Regions from separate parts of the Rattus norvegicus genome. Here regions 2 and 3 are each linked to region 1. Evidence: chromatin contacts called from public Hi-C data. All regions are on one chromosome and are shown on one strand. The core of a region is the stretch at or near the end of the contact, and the rest is flanking DNA. Distances in the headings are between cores, read along the strand shown. Region 1 overlaps LOC108348555 (a long non-coding RNA gene). Region 2 overlaps Gmds (GDP-mannose 4, 6-dehydratase). Region 3 has its middle 59 kb from the start of Gmds.

Region 1 (2,552 bases), core at 16-2,515:
GATGGGCTAATAAAAAGGAAAGCCTGATCAAACTGGCAGAGAGGTTAGAGTCAACAGATAACAAGAGACTGGAACTGGCAGGTTGCTCTGCAGGACCAAAAAGATCAGGGATCCTCCAGAGCTATTTGACCCAAGCCTCCTAGCTCTACAACCAGGCCGCGTTATTTAAGCTCGGGCAGTTCTGACGGCCCTCCACCAAGGTGGGTACTAGCTTCATTGTTTTCAAGATGAAAACAACTGTAGGTCAGATGTTCAAGGCTATGTAGCCAAGGATATAAACATAGGAACTGGGATGTATACTGCCACTGGCTCCAAAGTATTAGTCTCTGGCCATTGCTTTGCCGACTTTGTGAGCAAGGCAGGGCGGATGAGCAGCCAGGGGCCAGACACATGGAGTACGTCCACCTTCATTCCACAGTTCCTGCCAGCCGAGCGAATGTGTAGCACGGGGGCCTCTGTGCACTTCTTGCTGTCCTTGCCCAAGAGTGACAGGTGGCCTGGCTGAAACGGGTTAAAGACTGAGGACTGGGGCACTGAGGGGATCCGAGTTCTATCCTGTTCTTGTTCTTCCTCTTCTGTCTCATGAAGCAGAGGGAAGAGGGAGAAGTCACAGCCCAGAAGGACATCTAGAGCCCAGTCAGAATAAGAAGCCTCAAAGGATGCTTCAGGCCTCTGTCTCCCAGCACCAGCAGGCAGCCTGAAAATTGGGTTAGAGCAAGGGGCAAATTATGGCTATTAAAAAAGACATTGTTGTGAGCCATGTAAAATATGTTCTGACTTAAACAAGACCAGCATTTTAACATTTAAAAACAAGGCCAGTGTATTGAAAGGAATCTCTCTCTACTACAAAATTGTAAGAGGCGATGGGGAAAAGTCACCAGGAAGAGGTGATGGCACAATAAAAACAATTAGTGGGTTCCTGCAGTGCGATGACAGAAAGGACAACTGAGGCCCCAGAGAAATAAGATTAGCCGGAGGGTGTAGAATGGTGTGATGTCCGTACCCCTCCCCCCACACTGGGATCTGGATATAGACGACACCTCACTGAGGCGCCCCATTCTTCTTAGGACTTTAATCTGAAGACAGGAAAGCTTTCCAAGGAGATTTGTCACCAGCTCACCTGTCAACTTTCTAACAATTGGATTCGGAAGAATGGAAGGTGGGGGGTGGTGGAGAAAAAGGAGAACAAAGGAGTGTGCCGTGGGCAGAGAGCTCGGCCTTGTGTATGGTTGAGCTGGCGTTTCCATGGTGGGCCCAGGTTTCGGTTGTGTAACCACCAGCTAACCGTCATCCCTCAACAATGAAGGCCTGGTGAGGGCTACCTAGCCTATTTTTGTCTCATGCATTCGTGGACTCCATTCAAAAGCTCTGTGGTGCCAAGTCAAAACGAAGACAGGTTTGAGTCACAGCCACCTGGCTCGGGCCTCGGTGGGTGGCATTGGCAGGGGAAGATGGCCTGGAGTGCTGTGCGGGGGTATGCACTTGTGACTCAGGTTGGTGCACATACTAAAACCTGGATGTGTGGCAAGAACATTCTCCGCCCATGCCCATAGCCTCCCTGACGCCCTTTCAACCCATGTCAGAGCATTAGAGAGTAGCACCAAACTTTCCTGGGGTTGTCTACCCTGAGAGGAGCAAGTGTGTGGAAAGTGAGTCTCTCTGATGACTTGGGAGTGTTTAAAAGCAGTTGGTTGAAAACCTTCACCACTTTCTGAGCCTGCGTCTAGATGTCTGGAACATAAATCATTGAGTACACATTTCAGATAATCCGAGGAGATAAGTACTATTGCACCCATTCTGTAGATGTAGAAACTGAGGTCCCCGATAGCTCTGTGACTCATGCAGGCCACAGCTGATGGCATAGTTTTGGAATCTGAAGTCAGACTTCAGATTTGGAACCTTGGGTTCCTCCCCTCTTATTTTCATGGTTTCCTCTCATTAAAAAAAAAATGCTTCATAGATTCGGTAAAATAAAGTAACAACTCGACCTAAATGCCATCCTCTGTGCGCATTCAGGGATGAAGAATGAGTGTGCACCTTCTGGTTATTCCAGTATTTGGGAGACTAGGGCAGAAGATTGTGAGTTCAAAGACAGCCCCAAAAATAAATAGATGGATGGATGGATGGATGGATGGATGGATGGATGGGCAGAAGGACAGGCAGGCAGGCAGAAAGAAAGACAGAAAGACACAAATATAAGAAGAAAAAAGTCTAGGTAAAGTTTCATCAGTTACAAGAAACAAACAACTCCACACCCGCAGCCATGCTGAAGGTCCCTTCTCCTTTCTGAAATGTCAGTAAACAACCCCACAGGCAGCTGAAGGCAGAGCTGAGTGAGTTTACAATACTTGGCACCCAGAGCCTCGGCGAACATGGCTTTGTTTTTACTATTGAGCAAAATGTGTTGTGTTACGATTTCCTTTTCTGAGTCAGAGGAGAGACATGAACTATTACTTGGCTATGGAATATTTGTGAGGTCCCAGTGGAAGAGGTTGTGATTTGATTTTAATGCACATTGACTAATGACTTAATAATCCTGAACAGAACTGACA
Region 2 (2,552 bases), core at 23-2,522, 430 kb after region 1:
TTGAGAGTCAGTCCTTGGGTTGCCAAGTCTTTGTACTTAGCAGGTAAGAGCACTGACTGCTTTTGAAGAGGGAGGACTTGGATATGGCATCCAGCACCCACATGATAACGCACAAACACTTGTAGCTTCAGTCTCAGGGAATTTAACACCCTCTTACGTCCTGAGGCACCAGGGGCAAAAAACTCATTCACTTAAATTAAATATGTCTTAACAGAAAAAACAAATAATTGTCCATATTTACTACTGCTGCTGCTGCTGCATGCTACTATTACTACTCATTACTACTACTGCTACTACTACTACTACTAAATTTGAGATTAGCCCATTTTTTATTTTAAGACAGGCCTGAAGATTTACAAAAACATTTTTTACCTGCCTAGATGCTGTTTAGAAAACAGCAACAAAACAAAACCACTAACCCCCTATCTTTCTCATTACTTTTTCCTTTTTTCCTGCTTTTTTTGGTGTTGAGCAGTACCTCATATATGCTAAACATATGATAGAGCTCATCTTAACCCTCTTGGTTCCTTAATCTTTTGGTCAGTGTATGTTATCTGTTCTTAGTGTGAGGGTCTTTACATTCTGCAGGCGGAGCTATTTTCCTAGGGATTTTCAGTGTTTCCCCATGATGAAGGAAAGCCTTAGGCTTTTGTGTTTGAGAGTTTATCCTGTTTTCTACAGAGGAGTGTTTGTTCTATTTTTCCAGGCATGACTATTAGAGGCTGGAATCCACAGGTGAGGTTGCAAGGACATAGATGTTATGGGAGTGTGGGGCTTTGTAAAGTAGATAAGGATAGAATAGATCACCTGGTGGAATGAGTGGACCCTTCTGTGGTCTCTGGAGAGGAGGGAAAGCCCTCGTGCCCAGAGACCAGTCAGTTGATGCGACAACTATGAAAGACTTTACTACCAGCACTTGGAGAACACTCAGATAACATATTGTAAAATGAGTTCTCAGATTCCTTAAGGTGGTAGCTGGAGAAAGGAAGATAGAAACCTGCGGGGAACTTGCATCATAAAGGGTATGGGGAAGCAAAGTAGGATAGCAAGAACCAAGGAGACAAGGGGCAGTGGGTGGACTTACGTGTTGGAAGTTAAGAAAGTAGGTCTTTCTAGGAAGAAGAGCATAGAGAACCAGGAAAGCCTTGGCAGTAAGGCTGAAGATCAACTTGTAATATTTCTGTTTGTTTGCTTTTTGCATTGCTAGGGTTGGAAACCAGGGCCTCATGCATGGTGATGCGTGCTCTATGACTCAGCCATACCCCATATCTGACTAAGTACTTTTTAAAGAAGTGGTCTGAAGTAGATGTGATGGAGCTAAAACAGATTCAGCACAGGGGTTTTAGTAGTTGAGTTACAAGGAAAGTGTAAAATGAGTCAATTCTTTTCAAGGAATTTCCTGTTGGAAGGAGGAGAGAACAACATAGTAAAGATTAGGTCAGTGTCCCTCAAAATTGCTAGGCCTCTTTCCCAGACTCTTTGATTTCTGAAGTTCAGAGTGAGGGTGAGAACTTTGATTTTTAGGAAGTGTCCAGTTGGTCCTTAAGCTTAGTCTGGGAGCCACACTTTGGGAAACATTGGGTGTCTTGGTTCATTTGTACAGTTGCTTTAAGTGCATTCATCTTAGACTTTGTCTTTTCAATGTACCAGCTTCTGAGTCAGATGAAAATTAGCCGTACTAATCACCAGTTCATGACAGTGTGAGATTTTAAATCACTATGACACCGACAATCAAGAATTGTGATAGTTGAAAAAGGCGGGAGTGGGTCTCGTATGCACCACTTCTTCACACTCAATTCTCTTTCCAGGTAGTGTGTAGCCTGGGAGATTCATACCTTACAAAATCCTCCTTATATTTCAAGATAAAACATGAGTACAATCTGTGTTTTTTAAAACCCACACTTTTTTATATCTCTGTGCTGTAAGCTAAGGCAAGTTGATCGTTAGCTGTGGGTAGCAGACTCCAAGAAGGGGGTTGGCTCAGGCTGGAGTGTCCTCAGCTTTCCTTGCCAGCCAGTGAGCTTAGAGCCCTCTGATCACTCTAAGCTGCATTTATGGGTTCAGATTTTGGTATGTTTTGTTATTATCAAGTGATTAAAATATTACTTTGTTGTAAATTATGTTAATATCTTTAAGAAATTTACTGTTCATAAAAAATTAAATAAAAATTTGTTTCTGACCGGTATAATATGTTCAGTAAGATTAACTTAAAATAACATGCTTTTTGTAATATTTTGAAAGATGGTCTAATATTAGCACATTTTGTGTTTAATTTTGAATTCTTGACTTCTAGACTGGACAATGTTTGTGTTGGCCTCATGTTGTGCAGAATAAACTCTCTATCACTCACACTTCCAGTTAATCTGATGTGGGCCAAGGTATTGCTAAAAGTAAGGAAAATAAAATAATAGGAAGCTGGTCTGGCTTCCTGTAGGAAACCAATGAAGATGAAATTGCTTCTTGGAATGAGCCCATAGCAGTCTGGGAAATACTGACTGAAGACATTTTTCTGAATCATAAACAGTAAAATTATGACTCATGAAGTAGTTCAT
Region 3 (2,552 bases), core at 21-2,520, 260 kb after region 1:
TTGTAAGAAAGCCTACAGGTATAGTTCAGAGAGAGAGAGAGAGGGGGAGAGAGAGAGAGGGGGAGAGAGAGAGAGGGGGAGAGAGAGAGGGGGGGGAGGGAGGGGGAGGGAGGGGGAGAGGGAGAGGGACAGGGAGAGGGACAGGGAGAGGGAGAGGGACAGGGACAGGGAGAGGGAGAGGGAGAGGGAGAGGGAGAGGGAGAGAGAGAGGGAGGGAGGGAGAGAGGGAGAGGGACAGGGAGAGGGACAGGGAGAGGGACAGGGGGGGGGGGGAGAGAGCCGTCTAAGTCAACTGTTGATGCTTGTCCTCCAGTCTGAGTTTCTTTTGTGTATGTCTGTGGGTGATGGTGCTGAGGACAGGATCAAGAGCCTGTTGGGTGTTACACAAGAGGTCGACCTCTGACCCAGGATCCACCACTGCTTCTTCAAGGCTTTGAACAGCTTTTGCAGATGTTGGGGCTCCAGAGATCTTGCTTGCTAGCCCTTTCCAGGGCAGTTTCTGTTGTTCACAAGCGCTCCATTCAAAGACGGAGCAAATGTGAAGCCACACTACAGAAAGAGCAGGAAAAACATTTGGTTCAGCTGTCTATTCAGAATCAAATGAGATCCAAACGTATCTGTGAGAAGAAATGTTCATGAAGAATACACACAGATAAACGCACAATGCCTTTATGATTAAATCATTGTTAACACCATTAAAATAATACTCCATGTCACTGAAGAACTTATATAATGAAGACATTCCTTCTACTAAACAGGTAATGAGTCCTGCCACCATTACAGAAATTTTCTTGGGTTGATGTGAGTTTCACTTCTTTTCCTCCATTTGTCTCTACTACTTGTGCATGTGCACGTGTGCCTGTGGTTTAATGAACAGCCAGACAGTGATGAATATCTACAGTCCCAGCTCCACTGGACGATACTTCATCCCAAGAACACAAATCCGACATGGCCAGCCAAACTGGACCTTGACTCTTTAAAAGAGACGAGGAGGAGGTTAGGGAGTGGAAGAAGGAAACGGAAGAAAAATTAAGGCAGCAGCACCACAAAGATTCATAACCAGTAAGTTTATAATAAGCTCATCAGAAACGTTCTATGAGCATGTGTGGTAAACACACATTCACAAGTGAAAGAACAGTCTAATATAGGGTATAATTCCATGAACACTATTGTCAAGGAAAATAAGAGAGTTTAAATGTGGGAACAACAGCTTAAACCATCCTACCAAGTGACTCAGTTTCGTCACGTTTTTTGTGAGGTTGACAAAATAGCCCTCCTCGATCCAGCCAGCAGGTGGCAGTATTGACTGCGTACCAGAACACCCTAAATCTGGCTGGAACTTACTGTTTCAAAAGAGTAATTCCCAAGAAATACAAATGAGTTCATCTTATCTGTGTTTTGAAACTTTCAAAGATATTGTTCCATCGTATCAGAGACTACTGTGAACTCCCTTTGTAAAAGCTTGATGATCCGTCTATTTCTCTTGGCTCTGGGCATGACATTGAATTGATGGGACATGTTTGCTTTCCAAGCGCTAGTTAAATGGATAGACACTTTATCTGTTCCACAGTTAGCAAAGCATCACTGTTTACCTTGCCCAGGACAGGGCCTCTGAACTGCATGGGAACTTTCCTAAGAGCAAAACACTGAACAACATGTGGATGTGAAGCACTCATACATGGCGGACCTCGACAGGTTGAAACAGACCCTATGGCTCCGGAATTATGTACCCGGCGTACCCATTACAGCGATTCAAATCGGATCTTCCCCCAGACTTCTCCATCGTTTGTATTTTCATTTGACAGGTCTTTATCTGTATTTTACTTCGCTTTGTTTTCTTCGCTTGCTAATTGGAACAATTTCAGACATCGTGACTTTGAATCACACCCACAAGATAACCCCCTGCCCATCGTATCGTCAAAGACACATGTAAATGTAAATACTGCTTTATCATAGGGATATGTCTACTCGTCTTTTTCATAACCAGAGCTTTCACTTTGCTTTACCAGGCCCCTGGAAAGGCATTGCTGAGGTATTCACCTCCTCTTGACCAGCCAGCTAGCAAACTTTTCTTAATGGGTTAAATAGTAAGCATCTTAGGCTTTGGGAACCTGGAGGCAGAGTAGACGCTTCCCCGCTCAAGGATGTGAAAACCATTGTGAGCTCGTGAATGACACCCAGAGGCAGTCTTCAGGGGAAAACTAACTTATAGAACGCAAGTTGCCATGAGAAGTCCAGATAGGCAACTCCTCATTTAGTTCAACTGAAGCTTTTCCCCCAGTTCTATTGTGCTGCAAAATTGTACCAAACAGTCAACTTGGTTTTGTGCTTAGTGAGTTACATGGAATTTTATGATTACAAAGGCTTTCAGCTAGGTAACTTTGCCTAACTATGGCCAGACTTCAGTGAGGAAAGCTGAGCTTGGTGCCTGGTAAGTTGGGAATATTCTGTAAGCTTTGTACTTAACAATACATATTAGGATCAAATATCATCCTGAACTAAAGAATATCTGTATTTTTTCCATCAAAATCCATAAAGATTGAGAAAGACAA

What was found. Hi-C and Micro-C count contacts between places; a contact is called where the count stands out from the background.
Region 2: a contact with region 1 is called in a Hi-C map of the A7r5 cell line, with 4 times the contacts expected there. The contact joins two enhancer-like sites. A contact is called at or near these places in 5 of 12 Hi-C or Micro-C datasets (the A7r5 cell line, the Rat2 cell line, Schwann cells and 2 more).
Region 3: a Hi-C map of the A7r5 cell line shows a contact between it and region 1, with 5 times the contacts expected there. The contact joins two enhancer-like sites. A contact is called at or near these places in 7 of 12 Hi-C or Micro-C datasets (the A7r5 cell line, Schwann cells, frontal cortex and 4 more).

The regions. Positions count from the first base shown.
Region 1 is chr17:31,981,671-31,984,222 of GRCr8, forward strand. LOC108348555 (a long non-coding RNA gene) reads left to right here. Exons shown (of 3, transcript XR_001841989.3): 3 at 589-763. Among named protein-coding and RNA genes, the nearest start is that of Mylk4, 110 kb to the left of the region's middle. Within about 2 kb of position 1,266, at least 3 of the 93 cell types and tissues checked have an H3K27ac peak or open chromatin away from gene starts, as enhancers often do. A contact at or near this core is called in the A7r5 cell line, where this site is marked.
Region 2 is chr17:32,411,424-32,413,975 of GRCr8, forward strand. All of the region lies in intron 4 of Gmds (GDP-mannose 4, 6-dehydratase), which reads left to right. Among named protein-coding and RNA genes, the nearest start is that of Gmds, 110 kb to the left of the region's middle. Within about 2 kb of position 1,273, at least 5 of the 93 cell types and tissues checked have an H3K27ac peak or open chromatin away from gene starts, as enhancers often do. A contact at or near this core is called in the A7r5 cell line, where this site is marked.
Region 3 is chr17:32,243,626-32,246,177 of GRCr8, forward strand. No RefSeq gene overlaps it. Among named protein-coding and RNA genes, the nearest start is that of Gmds, 59 kb to the right of the region's middle. Within about 2 kb of position 1,271, at least 4 of the 93 cell types and tissues checked have an H3K27ac peak or open chromatin away from gene starts, as enhancers often do. A contact at or near this core is called in the A7r5 cell line, where this site is marked.